Regions from separate parts of the Sus scrofa genome. Here all the other regions are linked to region 3. A link is a contact called in public HiChIP or PLAC-seq and promoter capture Hi-C data. All regions are on one chromosome and are shown on one strand. The core of a region is the stretch at or near the end of the contact, and the rest is flanking DNA. Distances in the headings are between cores, read along the strand shown.

Region 1 (6,575 bases), core at 4,005-6,504, 130 kb before region 3:
ACTGAATGAAGCCAGGGATCGAACCCACATCCTCATGGGTACTAGTCAGGTTCTTAACCCACTGAGCCACGATGGGAACTCTCAATTCATTGTTTTAAAAGTTCCATTTGTTTTTAATTTTTTTTTCCTTTTAGGTTGTGGTGCGTAGCAGCTTGATGTGGGGTCTCAGTTACCAGCTAAGGACTGAACCTGGGCTGCAGAAGGGAAAGTGCCAAGTCCTAACCACTAGATCACCAGGGAACTTCCTGCACTGATTCATTTAGATGAGGCTTTCCTGTAACTCCTAGTGTGTTATATCATAATGTACTTTGTTCTTTCTTTGTAATTTAACTTTTGCTTTGGGTCAATTTGAGTTAAAAACAACAACACAAAACCTTAAACCTGAAAAAAATAAAGTACTCAGGTACACTGCTGTGATTAGTATCCTGATTGGTCTAGACACAAATGAAGCTGGAATGATATTTCTGAGGTTTCCTCACTGAAGAGGCTGTGGAGCTGGATGTAGGTGGTGCTGGGAGCTGTCCGTGTTCACTGGGCCCTCCCCCAAGGGCCAGGCACCTGTACGCCTTTAGTGTGGATTAACTCCATCTTCACAACAAGCTTAGGAGATGGGTCCTTTCATTAGGACTATCCTTCATTTTTCAGAGGGGAACTTATGACCAGCAAAGAGAAAACTACTTGACCAAGATGACCCGAGCCTTAAGTAGGAGGGCCAGTACTTGACCCCAATGGTGGTGGTGGGGACCGTGTCTCAGCCACTCTGCTATTCTAATGCCAGCTCACAGAGGCTGCTGCTTCCAGGGGTCAAACCCTGAGCCCCAATTCCTGTTATGGCTTGTGGAGGCCCAATAAGTGACACCTCATTTCCATGCCAGAGTTTTGAACCCATGGATGTAGAAGACAAAAGTGTAGAGCAGGCGAGAATCCCAAATACCACATTTATTGTTCATAAATCTGATCTTGGCTTCTAAACCCCAAAATTAGATGGATTTCATTGTTAAGAGCTGGGGTTCTAAAGCGAGGGGTTCCAATCCCAGCTATACCCTTTACTAACTGTGAGATCTCAACATGTTATCTATCCCTCTGAGACTTCGTTTCTTCATTTGCTAAGTGGGGACAATAACAGTACTTACCTCACAGGGTTGTTGTAGAGATGAAATAAGCTAACATATGGAAGCACTTAGAATAGGTTCTATCATGTGATGAGTTCTCAGTCAAGGCTGGCGGTTAGCACTGCTATTAGTAGTTGTGGCAAGTGGCCCAGAACCTTTGCAGGACTCCCCATGGGGAACTGCCTCTGGAAAACTTTGCCTCAAGGGGGAGTAGGTAGCTTGTTCCAGGAGGGAAAAAGAAGGAAAGTGTTGGGCTTCACAGGTCAGGTTCTCTTCACAAATCCCTCTCCCCACCCCAGAGTCTGGGGTGGGGGTTGGCGGAGAGAAGAGAGGCCAGGAATTTTGTGTGCCTGCAGCCTGCACTGTATGAAGTGAAACACGTGTCTCCCCACACACCTGTCCCCATTGATACTGGAACAGAGCCATCGGTCTCCCAGAAGCCCTGTTCTAGAGCCGTTCTTTCCTGCATGGGTGTTTTTCATCAAGAAAAATTGGCTAAACAATTGGGAAATAGTGTATGGTTTGTTTTCTTTCTGATCCTAAAAATAGATGCTATAAGGAAAGGCGAAAGGAATCAGGTTGTCTGGCTTGGAAACGCCATGCAGGATGCTCCCTGACAGAGGAGGAAAGGCAGTGAGACCCCTCTGTAGGCGTGTGAGGAGAGGGCACAAGAGGAAACAGGTGAGGGTCTTCTTTACTTTTTGCTTTTTAGGGTCGCACCCGCGGCATATGGAGGTTCCCAGGATAGGGATCTAATAGGAGCTACAGTTGCCGGCCTACACCACAGCCACAGCAACTCAAGGTCCGAGCCGTGTCTGTGACCTACACCACAGCTCATGGCAACGCCAGATCCTTAACCCCCCTGAGCCAGGTCAGGGATCAAACCCACGTCCTCATGGATACTAGCTGGATTCATTTCTGCTGCACCACAATGGGAACTCTGCAGGGTCTCTCTTCTTTTAAGAGGACATGGTTGAAAGTGCAGCCTGTTATCTTTACAAGAATCATAGTTGGCCACGAATAATTCTCCCCTTCATCATCATCATTATCTGACTGTAATAGGTATACTTGATTATGAAGAGAAGTTCAGATTGTTTTTCACTGACTCTGTGCCTTTGATAGTAAAAGCAGGAAGGGCCTCTCATAGGATGTAGTCCCCTTTTCACACTGTTCAAGGTTGCCAAAGATCACTGCATCCAGGGAGTGCATGAAAAACTCCTGTCTCCAAGAAGGGATTTACCTTTCAGAAAGTTCTAGAGCTACTGCAGTACTTCAATTTCAGTCAGTTTGCTGTGTGACTGTAGATAAGCTCTATGCCCTTTCTAGACCTTAATTTTTGCACCTGTATGTGAAAGGGCTGGACCACATCCCCAGATATTCCAACTCTGACCATCCCTAATTCTATATTCTAATTTATGCTAACAAACCCAACAAACCATGTTCCCCTAATTTTAACCCCAGGGGAAATAATATTTTAACCAAGCATGAGCTTTGTGCTATCGTGCTATCAGGACCTTTCCTGACAGTAGATGGTTCAGGATTTTGCATGGTGGCAGTGGTGGGAGCGACATTTGGAACAGGCCTTCTGGTGCCCCTCATATCACCCTGACACAATTTCAGGACTGACCTAGTGCTTAGAGCATAGTAGACCCTTAAAATGTTTTTATGAATATGCAGTTCTAGGTTTGAAGGCTAAAATCCACCAACGACTTCACTGAAAGCAGTAAGTTTTTTCTCTGCGTTACTGTTGGAAAAGGCTTTCCGGAATTGCCAACCCGGGAACGCAGGGCCGACCTCCTCTCTGAGCGGTCAGCGCCCTCCAGTGTGGATTTTCATTCACCACCAGCCGCTGAGTACCTACAGGGCCTGGCCCTTTGCTGGGTGAGGGGGTCCAAGGAGGAACAGGAGTGCTCCTTGCTCTCAGCCCATGGGGACAGACAGGAGAGAGCTGGGAAAGAAGTGACGCCTGAGCAGGGATTTGCGGCGAGGGAGAGGAGGAGCAGATGAAGACATGAAGAGCACCACAGACAGACAGAGAGACAGCACAAGCCAAGGCCGTGAGGCAGCTGCAAGTGCCAGGATGCAGGGGCGGGGGCGAGGGGGAGACAGGCAAGGAGGCCGGGCTGGCTGGGGAAGGGCCCAGAGGCCGCGGAGGAAGTTTGAAGGAATATGAAGGTGTGGGGGGAGGGGAGAACGGTGTCGCTGAAATTATTTCCGCAGGGATGTGACATGTCCCATTGTGGGTTCTAGCAGCGGGGGCAGTGATGGGGTTGGAGAATGAAGTTCTTTCTAGTTCTCTTCTAAACTGAGAGTCCTCAGGACAGTCATGGGCTGGAGAGGAAAAGGGCCCTCGTGGAATAGGCAGGGCGAGCCCAGGGTTGTTGGATGTTTCATCTCCTGTCAAAGAGAAACACGTGGCTTCTGAACAGCCCTGGGCCTCAGTGTAACCTGGTTAAGCTAATGAGGAGCACTGAGGCTGAGCTGGAATGGTTTCCTCAGGAGGGTTTCTCTCCCTTGCCTTCAGATCCCAGAGCACCCTGAACCTGCTCTGATAGTCATCGCCCTGGTTCAAAGCCTGTCTTCCCCTCAGGACTTTAGGCTCCAGGAGAGCAGGAATTGCTCTTTTTTTTCATTTACGCTGTGTCCTCAGTTGCTTGCTTGGTTTCTGGCTCTAACCCAGGTTCAATACATTTTTCTTCAATTATGAACAAGAATGATACCGGAGGAGTTCCCATCATGGCTCAGTGGTAACAAACCTGACTAGTATCCATGAGGACATGGGTTCGATCCCTGGCTTTGCTCAGTGGGTTAAGGATCCAGTGTTGCCGTGAGCTGTGATGTAGGCCGGTGGCTATGGCTCCAATTCGACCTCTAGCCTGGGAACTTTCATATGCTGCAGGTGCGGCCCAAAAAAAAAAGAAGAAGAAAAAAAAAAAAAAGAATCATACTGGAGGTGTGATCAGAGAAGGGAGCCAGGGGAATGTGACTTCCCCCTGGTACCTGACTGTAAATGAAACCCAGAGGTTCTGGAAGAGTCCCTGAAAGAGAAAGTGTTTCTCCATCAGGGCTGTCGAGGGCGCCCTGGATGTATTTCCCTCTGGTGGGTCTTTATCTCCTCATATGGGAGGTGATGGATGCAAACGATTGCTAGGGTTTCTTCTAATCCTAATAGTTTCCTGCCTGAAAAAAGCCGTCTTTGCTGCCACTCTCCTCTTCCCTGGGCTCTGTATTTCAGAGGCATGGCTGCTAGCAAACTAAAAAGAACATCACGATTTTAGCCCTTCAATGAGAAACTGAAGGACTCTTATAAAAAGTTACTTAAATGGAGGGGATAGGTCTGGATTACCCTCCAGGTGGGAGTCTGGGGATTTGTTTGGAAATTGCAGTTTGGAATTTGTTGTGGGAAAGGACTATTTATTTTATAGGGGGAATTAACCTGAGTTCCAATTAATGCAAGGTTTTTTTTTTTTTTTGTTTTGTTTTTCAGAAAGCGAGAAAGAACAGAGAATTGCTCCTCACCTGAGGACAGGGCCCTGCAGAGCTTTCAGAAGGCGCTGAGGGGGCAGATTTCTCAGAGGGGAAACCCAAGCAGCAACCAGTTAGCTACTCACCGGAGGTCTCTTCCAGACGAACTGGATGGGGAACTTCTGGCTATAAAAGAGCGAGGTCTCGTCCGGTGGGAACTCAGGATCCAGATAAAGAACCTTCTTTTCTAGGCATTTCTTGTGAAGCTGCTCAAATGTCTTCTCTTTCACGCCAATAATGGGAAAATTGCGGCTGATGATGGCTGAGTATTTACCACCTGGGTTTCCAACCCCGGCCTCCGTGCCCTTGCCCTGGGCCGCCTGGGGCATCGGTCCTGGGGACCTGGGCTCGGCCCCTGTCCGTGGGGCCATAGACGCGCTAATGACAGTCGGCATGACAGGCAAATTTGGAAGGGAAAGGTTTTTAAAGAAAACAAGATACGGCTACCTTTAAGGAAAGGAAGCAACTGCAAAGGGGAAGTTGCAGTGATTCTGTCATCAGAGAAAAAAATGCCCACATCCAGTTCAAAGTTTAAAGCCCATCAGAAGACTGTCCAGCTTGCGTCCGTCTTAAAACTTGAGCTGTGATCTAGAAGTCATCAGTTTTCCTGAGGAAGGAGCCCTAAAGGATTTCGGCTGCAGTTTTTAGTTTTTCCCTGGGGGGCTCCTACCAGCAGCGTACATGCCAGAGGAGAGAAAGGGAGTGAGGGTTGTGTTTCAGTGGCCTGAAGCAGCTTGAGCCAGGAAAACCAAAAATAGCCATGAAGAAATATCATGAGTCCGAATGCAAGAGAGAGGCTAGCAGTGCAGCTGTGTTGCCCTTAAGCGCTGTTGTCTTCAGGAAATGAAAGGGGAACATTTAAGGCTGACACTGAGAATTAGCAAAGAATGATGGATACATTATTGAATTGGTGCTTATCCAGCCTGTCAAACTATTGGCCACCAAACTGGTGGGGAACAGTATTGAAAACAGCCAGCAAGGGTGAGTGGGAAATACTGAATTCTAGGAGAATGTTCTGGGCAGTTTTGAGAACACGTGTTCTTACTTTTTAAAATTCTAGGATATCAGAACATTATTCAACTGGATTTGGCATCTCTTCTAGAATGTTCTAGGGTCAGCGTTCAGTGAAACTGTCTGGGTGGAAAATGCCACTCAGCAGAGTCCTCAGTTGAGAAAAATCCCTGTGTCTTCTTGCCCACCCAACCTAGCCATCTCTTGTCTCTCCCCACCCCCAGCACAAACACTGGGACCAAATCACCTACAAAAAAGTGCACCTGAGTACAGATTATTCCACCGTGCCACATTAGGCATCTGAGTCAGAAGTTGGAAATGGATACTGAACCAGGTCGGCTGTCGAGTTCCAGCATGTCATACCCGAAGAGTTGGCTTCAGGTCTGTTGGAGGAGATCACATGCAGCTCTGAGGAAGGGAACTGCCTGCCTGGCCTCCACCTTGTCTTCTACTCTTGGTAGCTCTACCCAGGCTGTAAGGAGACGGCCATATTCCAGGTGTGGCTGAGTGGAGGCTAGTCCCCCACTGCGGGCCTGCCTATTGCCATGTAACCCTCCCTTCAGCCCAAGGCTAGAGGCTACAAGAGAAGGTGGAAAGTGACAGCAGAAATAGGGAGTACTACCCAGGCCCACGATCCCTGGGGAAGCAGCTTTGAGGACCCCTGTGTCTGGAGTTGTGGCTTGTGGGAACCATCAGCCTGTTCTCCCTCCCTCTAAGGGAATGCCCAAGGATCTCTGCTACTACTCTTGGGGAGGCAGGAGAGAGGAGGGCAGCATTGAAGCTGTCTGTCTGGGCTCAAAGTCAGGCTCCTGGGATTTCCTGTCATGACTCAGTGGAAATGAATCTGACAAGTATCCACGAGGACACAGGTTTGATCCTTGGCCTTGCTCAGTGGGTTAAGGATCTGGTGTTGCTATGAGTTGTGGT
Region 2 (6,542 bases), core at 1,498-3,997, 250 kb before region 3:
TCATGGCAATGCCGGATCCTTAACCCACTGAGCAAGCCCAGGGCTCAAACTCACAACCTCATGGTTCCTATTCGGATTCATTTCCACTGCGCCATGATGGAAACTCCTATTTTTTTTCTATTATATATATATTTTTTTGTGTGTGTGTGTGTGTGTGTTTTTTTGTCTTTTTGCTATTTCTTGGGCCTCTCCCGCGGCATATGGAGGTTCCCAGGCTAGGGGTCTAATCAGAGCTGTAGCCACCGGCCTACACCAAAGCCACAGCAACGCGGATCCGAGCCGCGTCCGCAACCTACACCACAGCTCACGGCAACGCCGGATCGTTAACCCACTGAGCAAGGGCAGGGACCGAACCCGCAACCTCATGGTTCCTAGTCGGATTCGTTAACCACTGCGCCGCCACGACGGGAACTCCTATTATATTTTTTTATTGTTCTATCAATTTCTGCTGTGCAGCAAAGTTACCCAGTCATACATACACACACACACCACACACCACACACACACACACACATATATACATTCTTTTTCTCACATTATCCTCCATCATCTTCCATCACAAGTGACTAGATGTAGTTCCCTGTGCTACACTGAAGCATCTCCTTGCTTATCTACTCCAAATGCAATAGTTTGCATCTACTAACCCCAGACTCCCAAGTACATCCCACTCCCCCCCTCCTCCTCAGCAGTGTCTTTTTTTTTTTTTTTTTTTTTTTGCTTTTTAGGGCCACACCCATGGCATATGTAGATTCCCAGGCTGGGGGTCGAATCAAAGCTGCTGCAACGCAGGATCCAAGCCAAGTCTGCGACTTACTCCACATCTCATGGCAATGACAGATCCTTAACCCACTAAGCAAGGCCAGGGATCGGACCTGCAACCTCATGGTTCCTAGTCAGATTTATTTTTGCTGCACCATAACAGGAACTCCACTAAGATTACTTTTAATGACAGGGAGTATTTGTAAATTTGTATGTTTAGTAACAGGAAGTTAAAGAAGTTCTCATCCGATGGTCTCTTTTCTCTGTGAAGTAGGAGACTAGGTCATCTGCTGATAGAGTTAGGAGTTTTAGGGAAATTGGAAAGGATTTGGAATATTGTTGTAGAAAGTGCTGGAGCAAACTGACCAGAGAAAAGCAGTGTGACTGCTAAGCTGCATTGAGGGCCTATAAAAGATTGGTAAAAATGAGCTCACCAATTTCTGCCCTCCTGTGTGATTTTCTTAAGCAGTAATCACTTCTTGAGAGGAGAAGTGGAGAAAATGTAGGGTTGAATTCATTTAGAGTTGGGATGTTCACTGGTATAATGCCATGGTTCTCAACCAAGGACATTTTTGCCCTCCAGAGGACATTTGGCAAAGTCTGAAGATATTTTTGATTGTCAAGATGGCAGGTGTGTATGTGTGGGAGGTAGGGGATGGAAGGGGAGCTGCTATAGCATCTAGTGCCCGGACATGCTGCTACATAGCTACAATGCACAGCAAAGCACAGGAGTTATCTCCAAAATATCAATAGTGCCGTAGTTGAAAAACCCTGATCTAGGATTACCTTGATGCTCACCAACAGCTGACCTTGGTCTTCTATAAGCTTTCTCTTGTACTATGGCCCTAAGCTTATAGGAGAAAGCAGTTCTTTCACTGCACACCTTTAAAAGGGAGAAGGGTATTCCCGTTGTGGCTCAGCTGGTTAAAGACCCAGTGTTGTCTCTGTGAGGATGCAGGTTCCATCCCTGGCCTCACTCAATCGGTTAAGGATCCAACATTGCTGCAAGCTGCAGTGTAGGTCACAGCTGCAGCTCGGAATTGACCCCTAGCTGGGGAACTTCATATACCTCAGGTGTGGCAGTAAAAAGAAAAAAAAAAAAGAATATGCAGCATACCCCGCACACCTTGGTAGTTAAAGGACTTGTGATATCACAAATACAGAATTGGAATAAATTCCTCAATCCTCCAGAAGTAAATCTTACACAGAGATGGAGGGAGCTGCTTACTTTGATGTGAAGCATTCAAGGTCTTTTTAAACATAGCTATTTATTAGAAGTTCAATAATATAGGAAATTCACATCATTGTCAACCTTAATGTAACTTTGTTTACCTGACTAGATTTCGTCACTAAAATAAGACCCTGAAGGAATGGATATGGGCTGAGTTTATTGAAGAAGGTAAATACATTAGGTACTAATAATATAATCATTGATGTTAGATTATCTGCTTTGCGATAGGCACCATTTCAGGGACAGCGCTGGATCTATGTTATGTCATTCAATCCCAGCAACACCTTGAGAGATATCAGTATCCTAATTTTAACTGAGGAAAGTGAGATTCAAGAGAACTTATAATTTTTCCCAAATCACAAATTACTAGTACCTAGCTCGGCTTGAACTCAGGTGTGTCTGTTCTAAAGCTCTTGCGTCTTCCATTAAGCTTCAGTAAGTTTTACACAGGAGTGATTGAAACTTAGCCACGACAGTGTCACGGAATAGTGGGGACTTATGAAGAGAGTAGAGACGAGAAGAAGGCCCAGAAAGAGCAAAGAGAATGAAAAAGAAACGAGGGAGGCTGGTTACAGCAGCGTCCTGTGCAGCAGACTAACTCCTCCATAAGCCAGCCCGCCTTCGGTCTTTCATTCTTTTGGAGTAAAGCTTCGTTCCTCTGTGTCCGTTGCTCACTCTCCTGTGTTCAAATAAAGCTAGGTTATTGAGAAAAGCTGACCGCCGGGGGCGGGGGAAGGAGTGTGACGCCAGTACCATGCGCCTGCGCTCTGGCGGCGGCGGCGGCGGCGGAGGCAGAGGTGGTACCCGGCGGGAGTGGGTCCGAAGCGGGTTGCCGGACCCAAAGCCAAGGCGGTGGCGGGGGCGTCAGGCGAGCTCCCTCGCCGGGGCCTCGGCGGCCTGATGGAGTAAGAGGGATCTGCTGTGAGTATGAGTACCGAATGGCCGGGCTGCGCAGAGGTGTATCGGAGCCCAGGGACCCTCTAGTCTGCCACTTTAGGGAGGCTATGGGATGTAGGAAGCTGCGGGTGTCTGCTCCTGCTTGCTGCGGCGCGGAGGCGCCGGGTAGTCCCCTCTCGCAGAGCCCGCGAGATTTACGGGCAGGCGGTGCTTCTTGCTTTGGGGTACATATTCTCGCGGGGGCGTTCCGGCTCTGTTCTGAGCTCCAGCAGGAAACGTGGTTGCAGAGTCTTGACCTTTAGGAGAGGCCGCTGACCTCCTTTGCGCCCCTCCCACCCCGGGAGGCCGCAGGGAGCCCAGAGACCCAAGTGCTCTTTTAAGGCTTACAGGTCTCAGACCACGAACACTTTTCGACCTCTCGTGACTGACAGCCTCCTTTTTCCTCCTTCCGTTTTCCCTGTGGGATGCATCTTAATAATAGCTACTGATTATGGAATGCTTACTATGTGTAAATATTTAATCCAAATCTCAGTGCATAATTATGGAGAGGAAATGCTTTGCGCCTCACTGAAGGGAGCCCCCTTCAGTCTCCTCAATTTATTTTTGAGAGTCGGATTAAGCCATCTTGTTAGGAAGTTTAAGATTTCTATGGCTTTTAGCATTTTGGGACTCGCATCCTAGTTAAGAGAAGTTATCTTACCTAGCAAACGAATCTTTATCCACCGTAATTGTTCATATCGAATTTACTCAAACCAGAATAACTTTTGAGCACTTACTAAAAACCTCATAGTATTCTAAGCCTCATAGGAAGTCTTAAAATTTGTTTCAAGCCCTGTTCTTAAGTTTGGTGTGAATGAAACAATGGAAAATAATGTTTAGCTTCAACTAGGATTTATTTAGCACTTACTACGCATGTGCCAGATACACTCAGGTCTGTCACAAAAAAATTAATGAGGTATTGTAATGGAAGGTAGGTTTTTTGGAGCACATTTCAGAGGAGGTCGCTGAGAGTTTGATGGTACTTGGCTCAAGATAGCCTAACTAGGGTAAGTCGTGAAAATCAGATACAATGACAAAGCTCATCTTTTTCTTGTTACATCAAGTTAGATATTGTAAGTACTTCTGCTGAGAAGTAACTATGCTATAGTTATAGTTTCTAGAGTTAACAGATGAATCTGGAAAATGGTAGGAGCCTTAATTAAAGATAACTAGATGTTTTTTGGTTTTGTTTTTTTGGTCTTTTTAGGGCTGCATCCGAGGCATATGGAGGCTCCCAGCCTAGGGGTTGAATTGCCTACACCACAGCCATGCCAGATCCAAGCTCCATCTGCTACCTAAACACTGCTGTAATGCTGGATCCTTAACCCACTGATCGAGGCCAGGGATGGAACCTTCATCCTCATGGATACTAGTCAGATTTGTTTCCACTGAGCCACAATGGGAACTCCTACATCACTAGATGTTTTTTGTTTGTTTTTAAATGATTTTTATTTTATTGGTTATAGTTGGTTTACAGTGTTCTGTCAACTAGATTTGTTTTGTTTTTTTGTTTGTCTTTTGTCCTTTTAGGGCCTCATGCGTGGCATATAGAGATCCCAGGCTAGGGTCTAATCAGAGCTACAGCTGCGGGCCTATGCCACAGCCATAGAAACTCGAGATCCGAGCCTCTTCTGCAACCTACGCTAGAGCTCACAGCAACACCAGATCCTTAACCCACTGAGTGAGGCCAGGGATTGAACCTGCAAACTCATGGTTCCTAGTCGGATTCGTTTCCGCTGTACCACGAGGGAAACTCCTCAACTAGATGGTTTTTGAAGAGAACTTCAAAGTGGCTTGGAAGGAGTTAGGGGGTGTGCAGGCTGATCAGGTTAGTTCATCAGAACCAATTGCTTTGATTGAAAGGAAGATATTTAAAAAGGAAAAACTGTGAGTGGTGGTTATTGTGCTTATATATTAGAGTACGTGTAATCTAAGGGCTGCTGTACAAGAAAAGCAAAGAATAATGGTAGGTGCTTGCTGATTTGGTTCTGGGATCTGGAAAGGCTCAGTGAGAAGTATACATGTTGCATTTTTTTTTTTTTTTTTTGCTTTTTAGGGCTGCACTTGAGACATAGAGATTCTTAGGCTAGGGGTCAAATCAGAGCTGTAGCTGCCGCTTATGCCACAGCCACGGCAACGCAGGATCCGAGCCTCGTCTGCGACCTATAGCACAGCTCACGGCAACGCTGGATCCTTAACCCACTGAGCAAGGCCAGGGATTGAACCTGTGTCCTCATGGATGCTAGTCAGATTCGTTAACCGCAGAGCCATGACAGGAATTCCATATTGTGGGTTTTTTGTTTTGTTTTGTTTTTTTGCCTTTTCTAGGGCCACTTCCCGCGGCATATGGAGGTTCCCAGGCTAGGGGTCGAATCGGAGCTGTAGCCACCGGCCTATACCAGAGCCACAGCAACCCAGGATCCAAGCCGCGTCTGCAACCTACACCAGAGCTCATGGCAGTGCTGGATCCTTAACCCACTGAACAAGGCCAGGAATCCTGCAATCTCATGGTTCCTAGTCAGATTTGTTAACCACTGAGCCACGACAGGAACTCCAATTTTTGATTGGATTATTTTAATGGGAAGTTAAAGGGTTAATCTGTATATCGTATATCAAATGAATTACTTGGTAAACGGGTTACATATGAATACTCCAATTGTACATCCAGCATGTTAAATCTCTCATTGAAACTTTATAGTCAGGGATTTTTTTCATCATTGATTTTTTAATCTGAAAGACTATCAAGAAATGAGAGTTCCTGGAGTTGCCGTCATGGCGCAGCAGAAACAAATCTGACTAGGTAGGAACCATGAGGTTTTTTGGTTTTGATCCCTGTCCTGCTCAGTGGGTTAACGAATCCGGCATTGCCTTGAGCTGTGGTGTAGGTCGCAGACGTGTCTCAGATCCCTCATTGCTGTGGCTATTTTGTAGGCCTGCAGCTGTAGCTCTCATCTGACCCCTAGCCTGGGAATCTCCATGTGCCTTGGGAGTGACCGTAAAAAAAAGCAAAAAAAAAAAAAAGAGAAATGAAAGTTTCTAAGTGTTTGTCAGTAGAGGACTGGTTAAAGAAATTATGCACCTGTTAAAAAGAATGAGCCAGGAGTTCCCGTCGTGGCGCAGTGGTTAACGAATCCGACTAGGAACCATGAGGTTGCGGGTTCGGTCCCTGCCCTTGCTCAGTGGGTTAACGATCCGGCGTTGCCGTGAGCTGTGGTGTAGGTTGCAGACGCGGCTCGGATCCCACGTTGCTGTGGCTCTGGCGTAGGCCGGTGGCTACAGCTCCGATTCAACCCCTAGCCTGGGAACCTCCATATGCCGTGGGAACGGCCCAAGAAATAGCAACAACAACAACAACAACAACAGCAACAACAACAAAAGACAAAAAACAGACAAAAAAAAAAAAAAAAAAAGAATGAGCCAGCCCTCTATGTGCTAATATTGAGTGATCTCCAAGATATGTTAAGTGGAAAAAAAGGCAAAAGTGGATGTTCTGGTTGGCAACCATTTGTGGTTTTTAAAAAAGTATATGTATTTTCATGTATATGCATAGACTGTCTCTGAAAGAATGCATAAGAAACTGGTTAACAGTGATAAGGTGACGTTAGCTGGGAAACAG
Region 3 (6,519 bases), core at 2,405-4,904:
GTAGCCTAGAAATTTCCATTCATTTAAATCTTGCGTAGGGCCTGGACATCTTTGTGTTTCAGAATCTTCATAGATGGTTAAGAACCATTGCTGTAAATATTTAATGAACTTAAGTACTTACAGAAAATGTGTGAGATCATCTTTGTAAAAGATATTTGGAATGTAGACCATTTGAATTAATACACATAGAATAAACCTTCTTCCCCCGACCCCTGCCCCCCCAGGAACGAATGATCACGCACTTCGAAAGGTCCAAAATGGAGTAGGAATGGGAAGATTCGCAGTTGAAGATGGCTAGTGACTGGGAAGAGATCAGCTTCTGTGTCAGTCTCTGCACTGCTCCGTGGGATTAAAGGAGGCAATGACATCCTGATCTGTTCCTTGATCTTTGTGCATTGGAGCTGGCGAAAGGTCTTGCAACAAGGAGAGCATTCTATTGAAAACAAGTTCATAGGATGAGAAAAACTTACAAGTTTTTTATTTGCAGCATTGATGCCCCTTTCTCTTCCTTACCCTGACGTGGATGTTTATGCAACTTTTATATATGTTGTTCCTGAACCTCCTATAATGTTTAAATTGTTTAATCTGTCACACTAAAAAGTTTAACATCTCCTAAAGAACTACGACATCAATGCCATAATATGTAATATCCAGGAGCAACTGCCTGTAATTTTTATTTATTTAGGGAGTTAAATAGGTGATGGGGAAAATTGTTAATTATTTTTGCATTTCCTGGGAAGCCAAGGTTAAATCTTGCAGGCGTAGTTTTGAGAAAAAAAAAGAATCCTTTTGTGTTAAGGAGCCACGGTTCTATCAATGATTAAAAGAACAAAAAAAAAAAAAAAAAAGAGAGAGACTGTTACAGTATAATTAAGATCATTTGAAAAGCGAAATCAAGTGCAATTTTGTTTACAAATGGTGTATATTGAAGATTTTTCTATTTCAGATGTACTTTAGAGAGAAATATTAGCTTAACTCTTTTGACATCTGCTATTGTGACACATCCCATTGCTGGCAATGTGGTGCACACTCCAGAACTTTTAACTACTGTTTTGTAAGCCTCCAAGGACGGCATTGCGGGAGTTCTAGGCAGTGCTTTGTTTGCTTTCATGCCTTTCACTGGGTGTTGCACTAGATGCAGAGAGGCAGTCCATCTTAAGTGCATGTGAGTGAGCACCCTGCTAAAGGGATTACAGTGCTTCAGAAGCGGGAGCTAATATAAAAGAAACAGGTCCTTCTGGCTTAAACAATTTTTTCTGCATGAAATAGTGTGGAGGCCCTGGACTGCTGCTCATTGTTTAGGATCAACTGTTCTTGTATTGGTGTTGGTTCAGCGGTTGTTTATAAGAAACATCACAAGGTGATGGGATTCATTTGAAGCACTATATTTGTTTGAATGGTTTTGTCCAGTTTTGCCTTCCCAAGATTTTTGTTCTGCATAGAAAGTTCATACCACTTTTTAATATTAAAAAAATTTTAACAAAATTGATAGATTTTCTCACTTTTTTTCCTAAAGACCCTTCTTTCTCCCAAACTCTCTTGTAGAATTTCCCTTCCATGGTTTTTATTTTATTCATTTATTTATTTATTTGCTTTTTGGGGCCAAACCCATGGCATATGGAAGTTCCCAGGCTAGGGATCCAATTGCGGCTCTAGCCACTGGCCTACACCACAGCCACAGCAACACAAGATCCGAGCTGCGTCTGCAACCTATACCATAGCTCACAGCAATGCTGGATCCTTGACCCACTGAGTGAAGCCAGGGATTGAACCTGCTAGTCAGATTTGTTAACTCCTGAGTCACGATGGGAACTCCCCTTCCATGGTTTTCATAGTTGTCTTATTTTCTGTTCAAACCGGTGACCACACAACCACAATCTTCACTAACTCATACTATAGTGAAAGTGTTAACATTTATGTAACATTTCTCTATAACTGTTTGGTATGGTGATTAACAGCAACAACAACAAAAATCATCTAGGCAGTATATCTAAAGAACAATACGAAGAACTGACTCTAGTCTCAGGTTGACCCACTAGTAGAAGGTTGGTATTACTGCCAATTGCTTTTCTTTTCCCACGGTGAAACTTAGCAAGTGAGTAATAGTCATAATGCATCAAGATAGTTGGTCAATTTTTAGGCTGGCTAGATGTTGACTTGAGACTAGGTAAACAAAAATAAAAACCTATTGTGTTAAGCAGGAGTGTATAGTACAAATTCTATAGTCTGGGACCTGATAATTCTGCTTTCTTTTATGGCTTCTTGTGTTACTAGGATTGGCTACAGTGCATCAGTTCTTAGAATTGGTTCAGAAAGAATTTATAGCATCATATTGACCTGTTACTTTAAAGTTTACATTGCTATTTTGGTCTTGGTCCTTGGATCTGGAACTTCCAGCACAGCAAAGTATTAGGCTTTCTAGCACAGCAGCTGGTAATTCTAAGTTTTCAAGATGTTCAGTTTCTATAGTGAAAACCAGCCACAACACAAAGTTTTAACAGTTTTTATGTTTACTACCTGAAAATATTTGATTATCCGAAACAGCATTTGGTAAAGATGGGACAATATTCCTAATTTTCATATGAAGAAACTGACACTGTATAAAAATAAAGTGACCAAGGGTGTTTTTGTTTTGGGTTTTTTTGTTTTTACAGCTCCTATCATGGACTCACTCTTTTTCTTTTATATTTTGCTTTAAGCCAAATGCTTACGTTTATGACATAGCTGTTTTTTTGTGGGTAAACTGCCAGATGACAGATCATTCTTGCATTTGTTCTCAAACTTTAACCTTCATGGATTCACCTTGGGTACTTATTAAATAATAGGCTGCTGGACACCGCCTCCTCGCCCCTACTCCAGTTTTTGAGAATGAGACTGCCTTTCTAACAAGTTCGCAGTTGAAGCTGATGCTGCTGGTCTAGGGACCACACTTTTAGAACAATCTTTAAAATATATGGGTAAAGTACTTAAACTATTTGGGCTTATAAGGTAATATTAAAACTACCAATTACTGGGTGCTTAGAGTGTCAGGCATTGCTAATCGCTCAAAAGGCTAGGAGGTATGCAAACTACCATCATTTTGCAGAAAAGAAAACTAAGGTTTCTGGAGATTAAGTTTCTTTCTTTCTTTTTTTTTTTTTAAGGGCTGCAGTTGGAGCATATGAAAGTTACCAGCTAGGGGTTGAATTGGCGCTGTAGCTGCCAGCCTATCCCACAGCCACAGCAATGCCAGATCTCAGTAGCATTTGCAACCTACAGCCCAGCTCACCACAAGGCCAGATCCTTAACCTACTGAGCCAGTCCAGGGCTGGAACCTGCATCCTCATGGATCCTAGTTGGATTCATTCATCGCTGAGCCAAGAAGGGAACTCCCATGGAGATTAAGTTTCTTAAACATTACAGCTACTTAGCTAATTTCCTAAATGGCAGATCTCCCATCTAGGTCTGATAACCAAAGCCTGAATTTTTCACCATAGTATGCTGCCTTATACATTTCTAATATTAAGATCCTCTTTCCTCCTCGTTAAGTCCATGGCTAACTCAGGCTCCACAATGGAGAAGCTTGTTCCTGAGTGAAAAAGGACGCAGATACCAGGGCATTCCTCGAGTTTGCACCGGAAGCCGGGGAGGAAGGGGCGGGGCTTCAACTGCGGAAGGGGAGGGCTTCACTCTACAGGAAGTCCGGTGTTGATGATGGCTCTGTTGTCTACGGGCCAGTAACAGGGGTCCTGTCTCTTCTCTTGGCCTCGTTCCGACCCCGAACAGTGCGGGTGAGACCGCGGAGGCGATTTCGCTCGCCGCCATGCACGACGCCTTCGAGCCGGTTCCGATCCTAGAAAAACTGCCTCTGCAAATTGACTGTCTGGCTGCCTGGGGTGAGCCAAGGGGTCAGCGCCGGACCTTTCACGAGGCTAGGGAAGTGGACGGGCGACTGGCTGTGTGGACTCCGGTCTGACGCCGTCCGAGAGGGGCCTGGGTTAGGGGGAGGGCAAAGCACTGTTGACGAGGGTCGTGGAGCTATTTGGGTGGTCGCCGGGGATCCACGTATTTTAGGGACGTTCACATGCTCTTGCTCTCGGTATAGGGTTGGAGGTGGAGGTTTCCTTATTGATTGTACTCAGCTTTGGCTCATTTCGATCCCTAAGAAGTCTTTAATTGGGGAGGACAAAGCAGTGGGAAGTTCTCCGCCTGCCATGGGCTTGAACTTGTCCGGATTTTTGTGTTTTCCAGGTGAAAGACAACATTGTTTTGTGGTTTTTTTTTGGTTTTAGTGGCGGTTTTTTGCATTGAATAAGTTAACACGTATGCCTTTTTCCCCTAGTGATCACTCATCGCTTAGTTTACATTCCTGTAGCTAACTTACTACTCTCCACTCTTAATCTAACCAAGTGGTTGATTGCTTTAGTGTCAAAGTGCCCAGGTTATCCAACCCTTGTGGGTTCCAGGATGTCATGAAATCTAACCCACAAAAGCTTGCATGATCCTCTTGGAATTGGCCAGTGCAGAAAGCAGGGTCAGCATCTTTTCACTTGCAATGCTCCAGAATTTCAATTGATTTCTGAAATAAACCTTGACTCTTGACTATGAACTTTATGCTCCTATCTATGAGTGTTTGTGTCTGATAACCGAAGACCAAAGAGAAGGAACTTCCATCTTTCCTGTTAATGTATAGATAGATCCTAGAAATCAAGGGCCATAAAAAGGTGGCTCAGAATCCTTAAATCTTATGCTAAGCTAGGTACCTGTGGATGGGTCTGGTGGAATCTTGGTGGTAGCCGCATCCTATTCATTATCTATAGGCAGTGCCACCCAGTCAGAGTTCTCATATCCTCTTCAGTAAGGTGCTTTTACCACATTTTGCTAATATGTGCCCTCTTGCCTTTAGCAGCCCTGGGCCTCTTTTTTTTTTTTAATTTATTTTATTGAATATATTTGATTTACGATGTTGTGATAATTTCTGCTGTACAGCAAAGTAATTCAGTTATGCATACACACACACACATTCTTTTTCATATTCTTTTCCATTATGGTTTATCAGGTTCTCTATACTATACAGTAGGACCTTACTGTTTAGCCCTGGGCCTCTTGAAAGTCACACCTCTACAGCAAACTGTCCTAGCTGTTTGGGTTAGGAGAGAATCCTGCTTCCTCCAGTTTTTTCAAGAAAACCTCAGAGTTCCTATTGTGGCTCAGCAGTAACAAACTTGACTAGTATCCATGAGGGCGTGGATTTGATTCCTGGCCTTGCTCAGTGGGTCAGGGAAATGGCATTGCCATGAACTAGGGTGAAAGTTGCAGATGCAGCTCTGATCTGGTGTTGGCTGTGGCTGTGGCATAGGCCAACAGCTGCAACTCTGATTTGACCCCTAGCCTGGGAACTTCCACATGAAGCGGCTGCCGCCCTAAAAAGACAAAAACACAAACAAAACAATAAAAAACCCATCTCATTTTCAGTTATTAAATGCTCTCAGTAAAAGTTAAAAATAAATAGAAGAGAAAAAAAGAAATTGAAAAAATTAAAGACCTGACACTCAGCACAAAGAAGCTCATTCTCCTGTCTCATCGTCAAGTATGTGTTAAGTACCTGCATGGACCAGTCTCTATGCTAGGGACTGGAAGACAAGGATGAATAAGAAACAGTGCCAGTGCTTCCAAGACACACAGTGGCAGACAAATATGAACAGATTACAAGATAAATGATTCTAGAGACATATGCTGCCTAATATGGGAAGATGGAGGGTGGGATATTCTATTCAGACTAGGATGTAAAAAAGATGGATGCAGGGAGTGCCATGTGGCTCAGTGGATTAAGGATCCACTATTGTCACTGCAGTGGCTTGGGTCGCTGCTGTGGCATGGGTTTGATTCCTGGCTGGAGAACTTCTGCATGTTGCAGGTTCAGTCAAAAAAATAAATAAGGAGTTCCCGTCGTGGGGCAGTGGTTAATGAATCCAGCTAGGAACCATGAAGTTGCTGGTTCGATCCCTGCCCTTGCTCAGTGTGTTAACAGTCCGGCATTGCCATGAGCTGTGGTGTAGGTTGCAGACGCGGCTTGGATCTGGCGTTGCTGTGGCTCTGGCCTAGGCGTAGGCTGGCAGCTATAGCTCCAGTTAGACCCCTAGCTTGGGAACTTCCATATGCTGCAGGAGCGGTCCAAGAAATGGCAAAAAGACAAAAAAATAAAAAAAAATAAAAAAATAAAAAAAATAAATAAATAGAAAAAAAATAAAGAGGATGGATGCAGCAGCTTACCACACTTTACTTAGCTTGTCAGAATCCTTGACTTTGATACCCTGTGAGACTAGTAGGACACATGCTTCAGTCTCACCAACTCCACTTTGTCACAGTAAAGATTCCCTGTACTTGTGCTTTCTGAAAACACAGTTTTGAAATTGTAGATAGCTTTTGGTCTTGATCTCCAGTCTACAGGAGAAATGCCCATTGCCTACCAGGATGCTGTGGTAGGTTTTGGGCTACCCCTTCAGCATCTTCATTTGGATATCTGGTAGCATGGGCCAG
Region 4 (6,748 bases), core at 3,837-6,336, 230 kb before region 3:
TGAGGGAATCTTGAAAGATGTTTGGGAGTAAAATGGTTTAAAGGCAATGGAGAAGAGATATTTTATTTTTTTGCTTTTTAGGGCCACCTCAGCAGCATATGGAAGTTCCTAGGCTAGGGGTCCAGTGTGTCCTACGCCATAGCAACACGGGATCCAAGCTGCATCTGTGACCTACACTGCAGCTCATGGCATTGCTGGATCTTTAACCCACTGAGTGAGGCCAGGGATCGAACCCTCGTCCTCGTAGATTCTAGTCGGGTTCGTTACCACTGAGCCACAATGGGAACTCTGAGCAGAGACGTTTTAGGTGGGAGAAAAATATGTACAAAGATAACAGAAGTAGAATGGAGTATAACAGTTCTAAGGGTTGGTAAGAAGGCTTATCTGAGGAGTTCCCGTGATGGCTCAGCAGTAGTGAATCTGATTAGTATCCATGAGGATGTGGGTTTGATCCCTGGCCTTGCTCAGTGGGTTAAGGATCCAGCATTGCTGTGAGCTGTAATATGGGTCACGAACACCACTGGATTCCTGTGTTGTTGTGGTTGTGGCTGTGGCTGGCAGCTGCAGCTCTGATGGGATTCCTAGCCTAGGAACTTCCATATGCCACATGAATGGCCCTAAAAAGCAAAAAAAAAAAAAAAAAAAAAAAAAAAAGACAGCTTATCTGATTAAAACAGTTTGATCTTGAGAATAGTAGGACTGCAACTTAATTGTAATTTAAATGAAGACAGCTGATAAAGAGTGTTGCCTGCCAGACTGAGGGATTTGATTATGATCCATCTATTAGGCTAGGGTAAAGAATATTTTTCCTATTAGTGATGGAAAAATCAGTTAAGATTTTTAAATTATGTTTAGAATATACCTGCTGCCTTTTACAAAAGTAAAAGAACTACTCTTTGAGTTTTAAAAATTTAGGCAGGGTTTATGCAGATTTTCAATAAAATTCCTTGCGTTCCCATCATGGCTCATTGGAAATGAATCTGACTAGCATCCATGAGGATGCAGGTTCGATCCCTGGCCTCACTCGGTGGGTTGGGGATCCGGCAATGCCGTGAGCTGTGGTGTAGTTCGCAGTCTTGGCTGTGGTATAGGCCAGTGGCTGTAGCTCCGGTTGGATCCCTATCCTGGGAACCTCCATATGCCACAGGTGTGGCCCTAAAAAGACAAAAAATAGAAAATAAGTAAATAAAATAAATAAAAATTCCTTATGGCTACTCTCAGATAAGAAATAGGAAATTGAGGTGTGAGGTAGATAGGCAGATACTCAGAGACATATTGTCAGAATTGTATAGAGTATCCAGCCTATCTTGTTAGTCTCATAGTTATGCCATTTTAAGTCTTTTTTTTTTTTTGCATTTCTTCTACTCTGTCTTTTGTCTTTTTTTTTTTTTTTTTTTCAGACCACACTCGCTGAATGTGGAGGTTCCCAGGCTATGGGTCAAATCCGAGCTGTAGCTGTCAGCCTACACCGCAGCCACAGAAACTTAGGATCTGAGCCATGTCTGCAACCTACACAACTCACTGCGATGCCAGATCCTTAATGCACTGAGCAAGGTCAGCGATTGAACCTGAGTCTTCATAGATATTAGTTGGGTTCATTACCGCTGAGCCATGATGGGAGCTCTGGAATTTCTTCTATTCTGTGTTAAAACATGTTTCGTCTTTTCATACTTAGAATAAAGTTAAATGAAGGGTTGAGATTATCTACTTCTGCTTTAGGGAAAGCCAACTATAGGTTTTTAAGCAAAGGAATGGCGTGATTTAGGTATTAAGATATGGTCTAAGAAATTAACAGAATGGGTTAATTAAAAGGGATAAACTCTGATACTTATTTTTAGATAAGACTGTGAAAAACTTATGTTAAAGCAGTGCTTTCCTCTAATTTTCCTTACTACTATAACCCTAGTTTTTTCAAATATACTATGGAGGAAAAAAGGGTCAAGGATAGCTGTATATTATATCCCCGAGTATCCTGATGCTTATTAAATTTTGAAAGTCTGAGAAGACCTGGAGTCTAAAAATATTTTAAAAACTTTTTTTTTGTTTTTTTGTCTTTTTAAGGCGGTACCCGCAGCACATGGAGGTTCCCAGGCTAGGGGTCAAATCAGAGCTGTAGCTACCAGCCTACCCCACAGCCACAGCAACTCAGGATCTGAGCCACGTCTGTAACCTATACCACAGCTCATGGGCACATGGCAATGCCAGATCCTTAACTCACTGAGCAGGACTGGGTATTGAACCTGCATCCTCATGTATACTAGTCAGATTCATTAACCACTGAGCCACTACGGGAACTCCTAAAAACTTTTTTTGTGTTACTTAGTGTTTGCCAACTTTGTTCAATCCCAAATCTTTTTTTCCCCCTTCTTCCCCCTCCTTTTAAAAACATAATGCTCATAGGAGTTCCCTTCGTGGCACAGCGGAAACAAATCCAACTAGGAACCTTGAGGTTTCGGCTTCGATCCCTGGCCTCACTCAGTGGGTTAAGGATGCAGCGTTGCTGTGAGCTGTGGTGTAGGTCGCAGACGCAGCTTGGATCCCGCGTTGCTGTGGCTCTGGCATAGGCCAGCAGCAATAGCTCTGATTAGACCCCCAGCCTGGGAACCTCCATATCCTGTGGAGTGTGGCTCTAAAAAGACAAGAGACAAAAAAAAAAAAAAAGAAAAAACCAAAAAAACAAACAAAAAAACCCCATAATACTAGTATAAGGTACTTTGTAACTGAGTAGGTATGCTCTTGGGGCTGTGCCTGTGAATCTTTCTCATAATACTAGTATAAGGTACTTTGTAACTGAGTAGGTATGCTCTTGGGGCTGTGCCTGTGAATCTTTCTCAGTTACTTTAAAAACTCAGTTATCTCATTATTTGCATTCATTTCTTGAAACGGAATGGGTGAGGATTTCACATGTAAATTTAGAAAAAGCTTAGTAAAGTGTTTTAGACAATCAGATGTCTCATTAAAACTAGTTTTGGATATGGAAAGGAATCTGACTAGTATCCATGAAGGTGCAGGTTTGATCTCTCGCCTCACTCAGTGGGTTGAGGCTCCAGCGTTGCTGTGAGCTGTGGTGTAGGTTGCAGACGTGGCTGGGATCCCGAGTTGCTGTGGCTGTGGCGTAGGCCAGCAGCTACAGCTCTGATTTGACCCCTAGCCTGGGCAGCCTCCATGAGCCATGGGTGCAGCCCTAAAAAAACAAAAACGAAAACACACTAGTTTTGGAGAGTTCCCATTATGACTCAGTGGCAACAAACCCAACAAGGATCCATGAGGATGCAAGTTCAATTCCTAGCCTCGCTCAATGGGTTAAGGATCTGGCATTGCCCTGAGCTGTGTTGAAGGTCACAGATGTGACTCAGATCTGGTTTTGCTGTGGTTGTGGTAGACCAGCAGCTGCAGCTCCAATTTCAACCCCTAGCCTGGGAACTTCCATGTGTTGCAGCACAGCTCTAGAAAAACAAAAACAACAAAAAAAATTAAAACTAGTTTTGGGAGTTCCCATTGTAGCTCAGTGGGTTAAGAACCAGATATTGTCTCTGTGTGGATGTAGGTTTGATCTCTGGCCTTGCTTAGTGGGTTAAGGATCTGGTGTTGCTGCAAGCTGTGATATAGGCCTTAGCTGGAGCTCCAGATGTCATAGGCACAGCAGTAAATAACAAACAAACAAAACTAGTTTTTTTGTTTTGTTTTGTCTTTTTAGGACTGTACCTGCCTCATATGGAAGTTTCCAGGCTAAGGGTCGAATCGGAGCTGTAGCTGCTGGCCTACACCACAACCACAGCAACACTAGATCTGAGCTGCATCTTTGACCTATACCACAGCTCATGGCAACACCAGATCCTTAACCCACTGAGCAAGGCCAGGATTGAACCCGAGTCCTCATAGATACTAGTGGGTTCGTTAACTGCTGAGCCACTACACAGAAACTCTAAACAAAACTAGTTTTGAATGATAACATCTTTACTGAAATAGAATATAGAATTCGTCTTTTTTTTGTCTTTTGTCCTTTTTGGGGCCTACCCGCGGCATATGGAGGTTCCCAAGCTAGGGGTTGAAGCGGACCTATAGTCACCGACCTGTGTCAGAGCCACAGCAACACAGAATCTGAGCCGTGTCTTCGGCCTACACCACAGCTCACGGCAAGACCGGATCCTTAACCCAATGAGAGAGGCCAGGGATCGAACCCACAACCTCATGGTTCCTAGTCAGATTTGTTTCCGCTTTGCCATGACAGGAACTCCTAGAATTAGTTTTTTTTTTTTTTTTTTTAATGAGAGAAAAATCATTCATTTCAGTTAATACTGTTCTGGTTAAGAATGGCGTCACTGCACGAAACAGAACCCACTTAAACTTAGCTCAAAGAAAAAGGAGATTTTGCATACATTAAAAATAATCCAAGGAAAAACTGAACAACAAGGAATGAAAACTAAACAATAGGAAGCATAGGGATTTGAGCAGGTGTTGTATATTGTTCATGGATTTTTTTCATTTTATATCCTGTCACTAATTCAATTCAGTTTTCACCTCAGTGTTCATTCGGTTAATAGCCAATCAGTTGTAGCTAGAAGGGGTCACATGCAAAGCTTTTCCCTCTGAATGAAGCATTTGTAGAGATGGGAAGGAAAGGATGATCATCCTCAATATAATTACCGTTTAAGGGAAGTGTTTTGAATCGTAACACTGTGTATCATGCTGTGTGTAGATAACTTTTTTTTTTTCTTTTTTGCTGCAACCATGGGACCATGGTGTGTGAAAATTCCTGGGCCAGGGATCAAACCTACACCACAGCAGCTACCCAAGCAGCTGCAGTGATAATGCTTGATCCTTAACCTGCTGTGCCACAAGGGAACTCCTAGACAACTTAAAGAATAGGTTGTTGTATTCTTTTTAACAAATGAACTGTATATAATAAAGTCTCAGTGCAGTAAATGTTGCAATGTTACACAGTGTTTGAAATGTTGGTTTTGATATCAGATCTGCTAGAGTTTAGTCTTGTTTCATCACTGGATTATCACTGACTCTGAGAGGGTAGGACTGAATATTTTCCCTTCAATGTCTAACTCTGTACTTGACGCCTAATAAGCACTTGATAAATATTTAGTGAATAAACAAGTTAGTTTCTCCTTGTGGCCTTATGATGTCAGTACTACTCCCTTAGCAGTGTTTTGTGGTTCAAATGCGAAAATATTTGGGGCACTTAGCACACAGGGTGCAGTTAATAGTAATACTAAGCAATTATGTAACCATTCTCTAATTATGGCATACATGTACGTTGGTGTCAAAAAGAGATATTTACAACTTTTTGAGTTTTTTGAGGTGTGTGTGTATATGTGTGGCACACTTGCACCTTGTTTTTGGCCTTGGCGTGTGGAATTTCCCGGGGCTGGAAGCAACCCAAGCTTTAGCACACCTTTAACCCCACAAGGGAACTCCACTTTCACTTTTAAGTGGAAGCTCTTTCTGCAGATTTTTTTCTTTCTCACCAAGGATGGGGTGGAGGGAGGAGAGAATGCAGTCCATTTTCAAACTTTTCATTAGAAGTTTGAAAACAAATTTTCATTGGAACCAAACAAGTCATTGGTGTGGGGAGGGGGATTGGGCAGTGAAGGTGCAGGCGTGATCGAACTGCTGTGTTCAAAGCATTTTTTAAAAACTTCTTGATCTACCACAGAAAAATTTTGTGTTTTTTGGTTTTTTGGGTTTTGTGTGTGTGTGTCTTTTTTGGCATATGGAGGTTCCCAGGCTAGAGGTCTAATTGGAGCTGTTGCTGCTGGCCTACGCTACAGCCACAGCAACGCCAGATCTGAGCCACATCTGTGACCTCTACCACAGCTCATGGCAATGCTGGATCCTTAACCCACTGAGCGAGGCCATGGATCGAACCCACAACCTCATGGTTCCTAGTCAGATTCGTTTCTGCTGCGCCACGACGGAAACTCCCGAAAAAGTTTGTTATATCTGTAACTTCTGTCTAGAATTGATATAGCCATCTCTTTATTAAACAGATATTAATAACTGTATGTCAGGCCATGGCCAAGACATGAATGATAGTTGTAACTTAATCTTGAGAAACTCTCAGTCGAGTGAGGAAAGAGTATGGAGAAAAATAGCCAAGTAGTTGAAAAGTTATGTGATTTCAGGCTGGTTGTTGTTTTGCTTTTTAGGGCTGTATGTGTAGCATATGGAGGTTCCCAGGCTAGGGGTCAAACTGAAGCTGCAGCTGCTGGCCTATGCCTCAACCACAGCAATGCCAGATCTGAGCCATGTCTGTGACCTATACCGCAGCTCACGGCATCGCTGGATCCTTAACCCACTGAGTGAGCCCAGGGATTGAATTGGCATCCTCACGGATACTAGTTGGATTTGTTTCTGCTGAGCCATGATAGGAACTCCCATGTTGTTGTTTTTAATGAATTTAAGTCCTTACATTAGGATAGAATTTAACCTACTTGTTTATTATTTAATCTTTGACCTCCTAAGTACAGTATACTTTGTAACCTTTTTGGGAAGCCGCTTATAGAGGTGTTTTTTTTTTTGCCATTTTTTGAGCCGCTCCTGCAGCACATGGAGATTCCCAGGCTAGGGGTCCAATCGGAGCTGTAGCCGCCGGCCTACACCAGAGCCACAGCAACACAGGATCCGAGCCTCATCTGCAACCTACACCACAGCTCCCGGCAACGCCAGAACCTTAACCCACTGAGCAAGGCCGGGGATCGAACCTGCAACCTCATGGTTCCTAGTTGGATTCATT

What was found. Promoter capture Hi-C pulls out the DNA fragments that hold promoters and counts their contacts. HiChIP or PLAC-seq counts read pairs in DNA pulled down with a chosen protein or histone mark.
Region 1: a contact with region 3 is called in an H3K27ac HiChIP or PLAC-seq map of alveolar macrophages. The contact joins the promoter of CAPN3 here to the promoter of VPS39 in region 3. A contact is called at or near these places in 1 of 47 Hi-C or Micro-C datasets (epiblast stem cells) and 1 of 2 datasets of contacts at active chromatin or transcription factors (alveolar macrophages).
Region 2: a contact with region 3 is called in an H3K27ac HiChIP or PLAC-seq map of alveolar macrophages. The contact joins the promoter of ZNF106 here to the promoter of VPS39 in region 3. A contact is called at or near these places in 2 of 2 datasets of contacts at active chromatin or transcription factors (alveolar macrophages and skeletal muscle).
Region 4: a contact with region 3 is called in a promoter capture Hi-C map of liver, with 2.6 times the contacts expected there. The contact joins the enhancer-like site here to the promoter of VPS39 in region 3. A contact is called at or near these places in 2 of 5 promoter capture datasets (fetal skeletal muscle and liver), 7 of 47 Hi-C or Micro-C datasets (brain, embryonic fibroblasts, fetal skeletal muscle and 4 more) and 1 of 2 datasets of contacts at active chromatin or transcription factors (skeletal muscle).

The regions. Positions count from the first base shown.
Region 1 is chr1:129,008,170-129,014,744 of Sscrofa11.1, forward strand. It overlaps CAPN3 (calpain 3), which reads right to left and starts at 5,255. Exons shown (of 24, transcript NM_214171.2): 1 at 4,724-5,255. The coding sequence starts at 5,032.
Region 2 is chr1:128,891,218-128,897,759 of Sscrofa11.1, forward strand. It overlaps ZNF106 (zinc finger protein 106), which reads left to right and starts at 2,748. Exons shown (of 21, transcript XM_021097187.1): 1 at 2,748-2,911.
Region 3 is chr1:129,140,684-129,147,202 of Sscrofa11.1, forward strand. It overlaps VPS39 (vam6/Vps39-like protein), which reads left to right and starts at 3,655. Exons shown (of 25, transcript XM_021097283.1): 1 at 3,655-3,875. It overlaps TMEM87A (transmembrane protein 87A), which reads left to right. Exons shown (of 20, transcript XM_005659710.3): 20 at 225-1,485. The coding sequence ends at 266.
Region 4 is chr1:128,913,760-128,920,507 of Sscrofa11.1, forward strand. All of the region lies in intron 2 of ZNF106 (zinc finger protein 106), which reads left to right. Among named protein-coding and RNA genes, the nearest start is that of ZNF106, 23 kb to the left of the region's middle. Within about 2 kb of position 5,087, at least 10 of the 83 cell types and tissues checked have an H3K27ac peak or open chromatin away from gene starts, as enhancers often do. A contact at or near this core is called in liver, where this site is marked.